Linked DNA regions of Mus musculus: region 1 is linked to region 2. Evidence: chromatin contacts called from public Micro-C data. All regions are on one chromosome and are shown on one strand. The core of a region is the stretch at or near the end of the contact, and the rest is flanking DNA. Distances in the headings are between cores, read along the strand shown. Region 1 holds the start of Tbkbp1 (TBK1 binding protein 1). Region 2 overlaps Tbx21 (T-box 21).

Region 1 (2,700 bases), core at 134-2,633, 51 kb before region 2:
AGGGGGTGGGGGCGCTGGGGCCCGTCAGGGGAGGGAGCCGGCGGAGGGGTGCGCTGCGACTGCGAGCAGGAGCCCGCGGCAGCCGTGAGTGCGGGCCGGGGCCCGGGCTGGGGGAGGGGGAGGGGCGCGGCGGGCCGGGGCGGCTTGGGGCGCGGGAGGCCGGGGCCCGGGCGCGGGTGGGCGGGCGCTGCGCCCGGGAGCAGAGTGGGGAAGGGTCCTGCGCCGCTGCCCGCAGCCTCCGGCCTGCGGGGCGGCTGCCGCTCAGTAGCCCGCCCGGAGCCCGGCCGCGGTGGGGGAGGGGGCTGCGCGGTCTCGGCCCCACAGAGGGGAGGGGCGACAGTTTCTGTCCGCCGAGCCCGAGGGGGTTTAAAGAGCCGCTCTTAAAGGGGCCGCCGGAGGGGCCAGGCGGGGACGGGCGCCCCCTCCCCAGTAGCCTGCGCGGGCGCTCGGCGCGCGGCCCCAGGATGCGGAGGAAGGCAGCTCGGGTCGCACGGCCGGGGTGTGTGGGGACACGGAGTCCTCGAGAGTGGGGGTGATGGCCGGAGATCGTGGGCAGGGATGGGGGTGGGGTGTGTAGTGAGCTCTGGTCGGCAGAGTAGGGGGAGGGGTGGCGTGGGCAAGAGAGGGTTAAAGGTGGGGCCAGCCCTTCAAACACGCGCACACGCTCCTTACTCAGACCTGTCACACGCGTCTGTCGCTCCGGCACTTAGCCGAGGCTGGGGGATGGGGGACCCGAGGCCTGCACTGTCGGAACTCGCGCCTTCGGACCGAGCCCCCTCGCCGGAGCGCACACACGCTCCAGCGCGCGCACACACCTCGGACATTCCCATAGTGCCTCACGTGACACTCGGCCCGAACGTGCCCACCCTACCCACACGCTCACGCACGCGTGCTCACACGCGCGCGCGCGCACACACACGTACACACACACACATACACAACCTCTGGTCACTCCCGAACTCCGCGCTGACCCCGGTCCTCCGCCCCGCAAAAGCACTCATTGACGGCGGCACACCTACACTCATTCACAGACACACACTCCCCCCCACATGGCAGCCACAGCCACACATTCATAAACAAGGGCCCGGAGATGTACACACGCACCCCCTCGCTGCCTACTCGTTTTGGGAGCCCTGAGTCATTCCTGCCCCCCTCCCAGGGCTCCCCATTTCCCTGAGTGCAGGCACAATAGGACAAGCTGGAGTCTCCCTTAATGGTCTCGGTTCTCCTAGGCCCCCTTGCCCAGTTTGCTGCCTCTGACACTCAGCCAAGGACTTCCTGTAGGTCTGCGCCTGGACGGTTGCCACAGCCCCGGCGCACTTGGGGAGGCACTTCCTTTTCCTGAACTCTGGGATCCTGCGGGAGGAAGTTGGGCGGGGGCCACAGAGGCCAGGCTGCCTAGCGGGACTAGCCTTCCTTAGGAGCAGGCGACAGAGGCCTGGGATGGGAATCTTGGCGGCTGTCGAGGTACTTGGGGAAAAGGGAGGTCTGGGGAGGAGACCAAGCCGAGTAGTCTAGGCAGGTTCTGGGCTGTGCCAATGCTGGGACAGCAGCCCTCCCTCCCATCTGTCCACAGGTCTCTCCTCCCTGCCCCTGATCCTTGGTCCTGTTTATCAGTTGTCCCCCACTCCACTCATGACGTCTATCTGGTTCCATTTCCTTCTATAAGCAGTCACAGCAGGGGATAGGGCAGAAACTTGAGAGAGAAGAGAGAGAGAGAGTTAGTTGTGAGATCTGTCTCTTGGCTGAAGCTCCCCAGCTACCACAGGTTCCTCAGACCAGCATGGAAGAGTTGGGAACAAAGAGCAGGTGGTCCTCTTTACTCTGTTCCTGCACTCTCAGGAGGCCCAGGGTGGGCTGAAGCCCTTACCATGGAGTCCATGTTTGAAGATGACATCAGCATCCTGACCCAAGAGGCCTTGGGGCCCAGTGAGGTGTGGCTGGATGGTCCTGGAGACCCGTCCCTGGGAGGGGACATGTGTTCTGCCTCCCACTTTGCCCTCATCACAGCCTACGGAGACATCAAGGAAAGGCTAGGAGGCCTGGAGAGGGAGAATGCCACCCTCCGCCGTCGCCTCAAAGTCTATGAGATCAAGGTCAGAACCTAGATGTGATGGCGAGCTGAGCTTGTAGTTGCCTGCAAGGGCAGGAGGGTCCCAAGAGGTGGCCAGCACTGGAGGCTGCCTGGTCCCTGAAGAAGTGGCTGCCTTGGGGATGAGGAGCTCTGCTCCTGCAGCCAATCTCAGGGGTGGAGGAGGAGCCCAGCTTTGGAGTGGTGGGTCCCATTGGAGGGGGCGGGGAGAGGCGCCTGTGAAGCTGGCAGTGGGGTTGGGGGACAGAGCGGTCCTGGGATGGGAAGCCAGGCTTCTCAGAGGACGACCCTCCCACAGTATCCGCTGATCACTGATTTTGGAGAGGAGCATGGCTTCCCTCTGTATGAACTCAAGGATGGCTCCCTGCTGGAGGTGGAGAAGGTCAGTCTGCAGCAACGACTCAACCAATTCCAACACGAGGTAAGCCCTTGCTTCGCTTCCCAGCCAACCCCACTCCCTTAGCCTCCTGCTTCCCTCACTTTGCCCTCAACCCCGCCCTGCCCCCGCCTTCCCTAAATCAGCTTCAGCGCTTCCTGTTTCTATTGGGAATAGGGTTGGGGAGGTTGGGAGCCCCCTCTGCTCCCTGTCAAGGCTGGTCCTGACCCTG
Region 2 (2,700 bases), core at 198-2,697:
TAGAACCTAGGTTAAAAGAGAAAAGAAAAGCCAGTTGTAATGGCATGAACCAGTTATTTAAACACTGGGAGCGGGTGGCGGGGACACAGGTGGATCCCTAGGGCTCACTGGCCAGCCAGCCTACTTGGTGAGTTCCAGTAGGGATGCTTAGGGGAAGTTGCATGGTGGTAAGGTGGTCGAAGCCACAAGATGAACTCAGGCATCCTTTCTAGTCTGTCTCACTGTGGGGCTAGTAGTTACGTAGGAGAGTGCATCTAGAGATGAGGCCAGCTTGAGGTCAGGAGGACCTTCCTTCCAGCTCCTTCCGTGACCCTGTCACCCCCTGGCCCCTCTCCAGATGATCGTCCTGCAGTCTCTCCACAAGTACCAGCCCCGGCTGCACATCGTGGAGGTGAATGATGGAGAGCCAGAGGCTGCCTGCAGTGCTTCTAACACACACGTCTTTACTTTCCAAGAGACCCAGTTCATTGCAGTGACTGCCTACCAGAACGCAGAGGTGAGCCCGGGGACGGGCATCTGCCAGAGGGAGGGTGGGACAGACTTCTTGAGGAGGAAGAGGGGACTCAGAGAACTCTATTTCCCCGTCTCTAGATCACTCAGCTGAAAATCGACAACAACCCCTTTGCCAAAGGATTCCGGGAGAACTTTGAGTCGTAAGTGTTCTGAGTTCAAATCCCCTTTGGTCTTTCTGAGATGGGACTGTGGTTCAGTGCTCAACATGCCCTGTCTCTGCTTCAGGGGTCTGGGGACCATCATATTAGAAGCCTAATATAGCCTTGATCTCTCTTTCTCTCTCTCTGTCTCTCTCTGTCTCTCTCTGTCTCTGTCTCTCTGTATTTATTTTATTTATACGAGTACACAGTAGCTGTCTTCAGACACACCAGAAGAGGGCATTGGATCTCATTACAGACGGCTGTGAGCCACCATGTGGTTGTTGGGAATTGAACTCAGGACCTCTGGAAGAGCAAGCAGCCAGTGCTCTTAACTGCTGAGCCATCTCTCTAGCCCCCTCATTCATTGTTTTTATTTTTATTTATTTTTTAGCATGTACGCATCTGTTGATACGAGTGTCCCCTCGCCACCTGGACCCAACTGTCAACTGCTTGGGGGAGACCCCTTCTCACCTCTTCTATCCAACCAGTATCCTGTTCCCAGCCGTTTCTACCCCGACCTTCCAGGCCAGCCCAAGGATATGATCTCACAGCCTTACTGGCTGGGGACACCTCGGGAACACAGTTATGAAGCGGAGTTCCGAGCTGTGAGCATGAAGCCCACACTCCTACCCTCTGCCCCGGGGCCCACTGTGCCCTACTACCGGGGCCAAGACGTCCTGGCGCCTGGAGCTGGTTGGCCCGTGGCCCCTCAATACCCGCCCAAGATGAGCCCAGCTGGCTGGTTCCGGCCCATGCGAACTCTGCCCATGGACCCGGGCCTGGGATCCTCAGAGGAACAGGGCTCCTCCCCCTCGCTGTGGCCTGAGGTCACCTCCCTCCAGCCGGAGCCCAGCGACTCAGGACTAGGCGAAGGAGACACTAAGAGGAGGAGGATATCCCCCTATCCTTCCAGTGGCGACAGCTCCTCTCCCGCTGGGGCCCCTTCTCCTTTTGATAAGGAAACCGAAGGCCAGTTTTATAATTATTTTCCCAACTGAGAAAATGCCGCTGAATTGGAAGGTGCCCACTAACTTAGAAAACAGACGCGGGGCTGAGAGCCCCGAGCTCTTCCCCATCCCTTCCCTGTATAGTGATTGGTTGGAGAGGAAGCGGGGCAAGAAGGATTCTGGGGTTTACTTCTTGTTTCCTGGCCCACAAGGAAATACGACAGGAGTGTCCCCTGCCCCTTTCTCTGCCCGAACTACAGTCACGAACCTGGTGCTGCTTCTGACCCCATGGTTCCATGGAGAACGGAGAATGGACTCCAGAGAGTTTTGGACCCAGAGGGACTTCATGGCTTTCTGCGAGGTGGAGGGGTCGGGGTGGGGAGTCCAGGAGAGCTGCTCTCTTCCCCTGTCCAGTCAGTAACTTTCAACTGTTGGTCTGACACCTGTGTTAATCTCTGACCTGAAAGTGAAGATACACGCATTTTTACAACAGCCAGCCAAACAGAGAAGACTCAGGTGACTGCGGGCGGACTGGGCCACCTGCGAGGAGACAAGAGAGGGTGGGTGCAGAGGAAGGGTTTGAAGGGTGCACATTTCACCAGGCGAGGTCACTTTGAACCGGTGTGTACACACACGGGTGTCTCTTTTTTATTTCTTCGGGAGGGGGGAGGCTATTTATTGTAGAGAGTGGTGTCTGGATGTATTTCTTCTGTTTTGCATCACTTTCTGGAAATAAACATGGACCTGGTAAACACGCCCTCCTTCTGTGGCTGGTCGGTAGGAGGTGTGTGTGTGTGGATCAAAGTTTGCTGATCTAGCAAAGTTGTCCTGTGGGCTCTTGATTTTGGGGGGTAACTGCCAGGAACCTAAAGTGACCCCACTTAGGGATAAACTCAGAGTATGTCTTGTCCTCAGCACTCCAGCTGATGGTTCATGCCACCACATGTGACCAAAGGTGTATTGTGACCAAAGAGCCCCTCAGCCTATGTTGCCTGCTCAGAACCCTGGAGGGAGGCAGTGTGGGAGCAAGGTTAGGACCAGGCTGGGTCGGGTGGAGTTTAGGAAAGCCAGGACTCTTGATTTATCTTTGCATCACTCTC

What was found. A called contact is a pair of places that touch in the nucleus more often than the background predicts.
Region 1: a Micro-C map of muscle stem cells shows a contact between it and region 2, with 2.5 times the contacts expected there. The contact joins the promoter of Tbkbp1 here to the enhancer-like site in region 2. A contact is called at or near these places in 25 of 39 promoter capture datasets (the 3T3-L1 cell line, 3T3-L1-derived adipocytes, the C10 cell line and 15 more), 9 of 15 datasets of contacts at CTCF or cohesin (CD8 T cells, the G1E-ER4 cell line, embryonic stem cells and 3 more), 150 of 484 Hi-C or Micro-C datasets (3T3-L1-derived adipocytes, the AML12 cell line, the AtT-20 cell line and 80 more), 48 of 115 datasets of contacts at active chromatin or transcription factors (the 230-238 cell line, CD8 T cells, the HPC-7 cell line and 33 more) and 5 of 9 other capture datasets (adipose tissue, embryonic stem cells, embryonic tail and 2 more).

Annotation. Positions count from the first base shown.
Region 1 is chr11:97,148,758-97,151,457 of GRCm38.p6, reverse strand. It overlaps Tbkbp1 (TBK1 binding protein 1), which reads left to right and starts at 1,383. Exons shown (of 10, transcript NM_001372531.1): 1 at 1,383-1,467; 2 at 1,843-2,096; 3 at 2,391-2,513. The coding sequence starts at 1,872.
Region 2 is chr11:97,097,723-97,100,422 of GRCm38.p6, reverse strand. It overlaps Tbx21 (T-box 21), which reads left to right. Exons shown (of 6, transcript NM_019507.2): 4 at 338-496; 5 at 592-653; 6 at 1,045-2,416. The coding sequence ends at 1,651. Among named protein-coding and RNA genes, the nearest start is that of Tbx21, 16 kb to the left of the region's middle. Within about 2 kb of position 1,447, at least 15 of the 459 cell types and tissues checked have an H3K27ac peak or open chromatin away from gene starts, as enhancers often do. A contact at or near this core is called in differentiating embryonic stem cells and muscle stem cells, where this site is marked.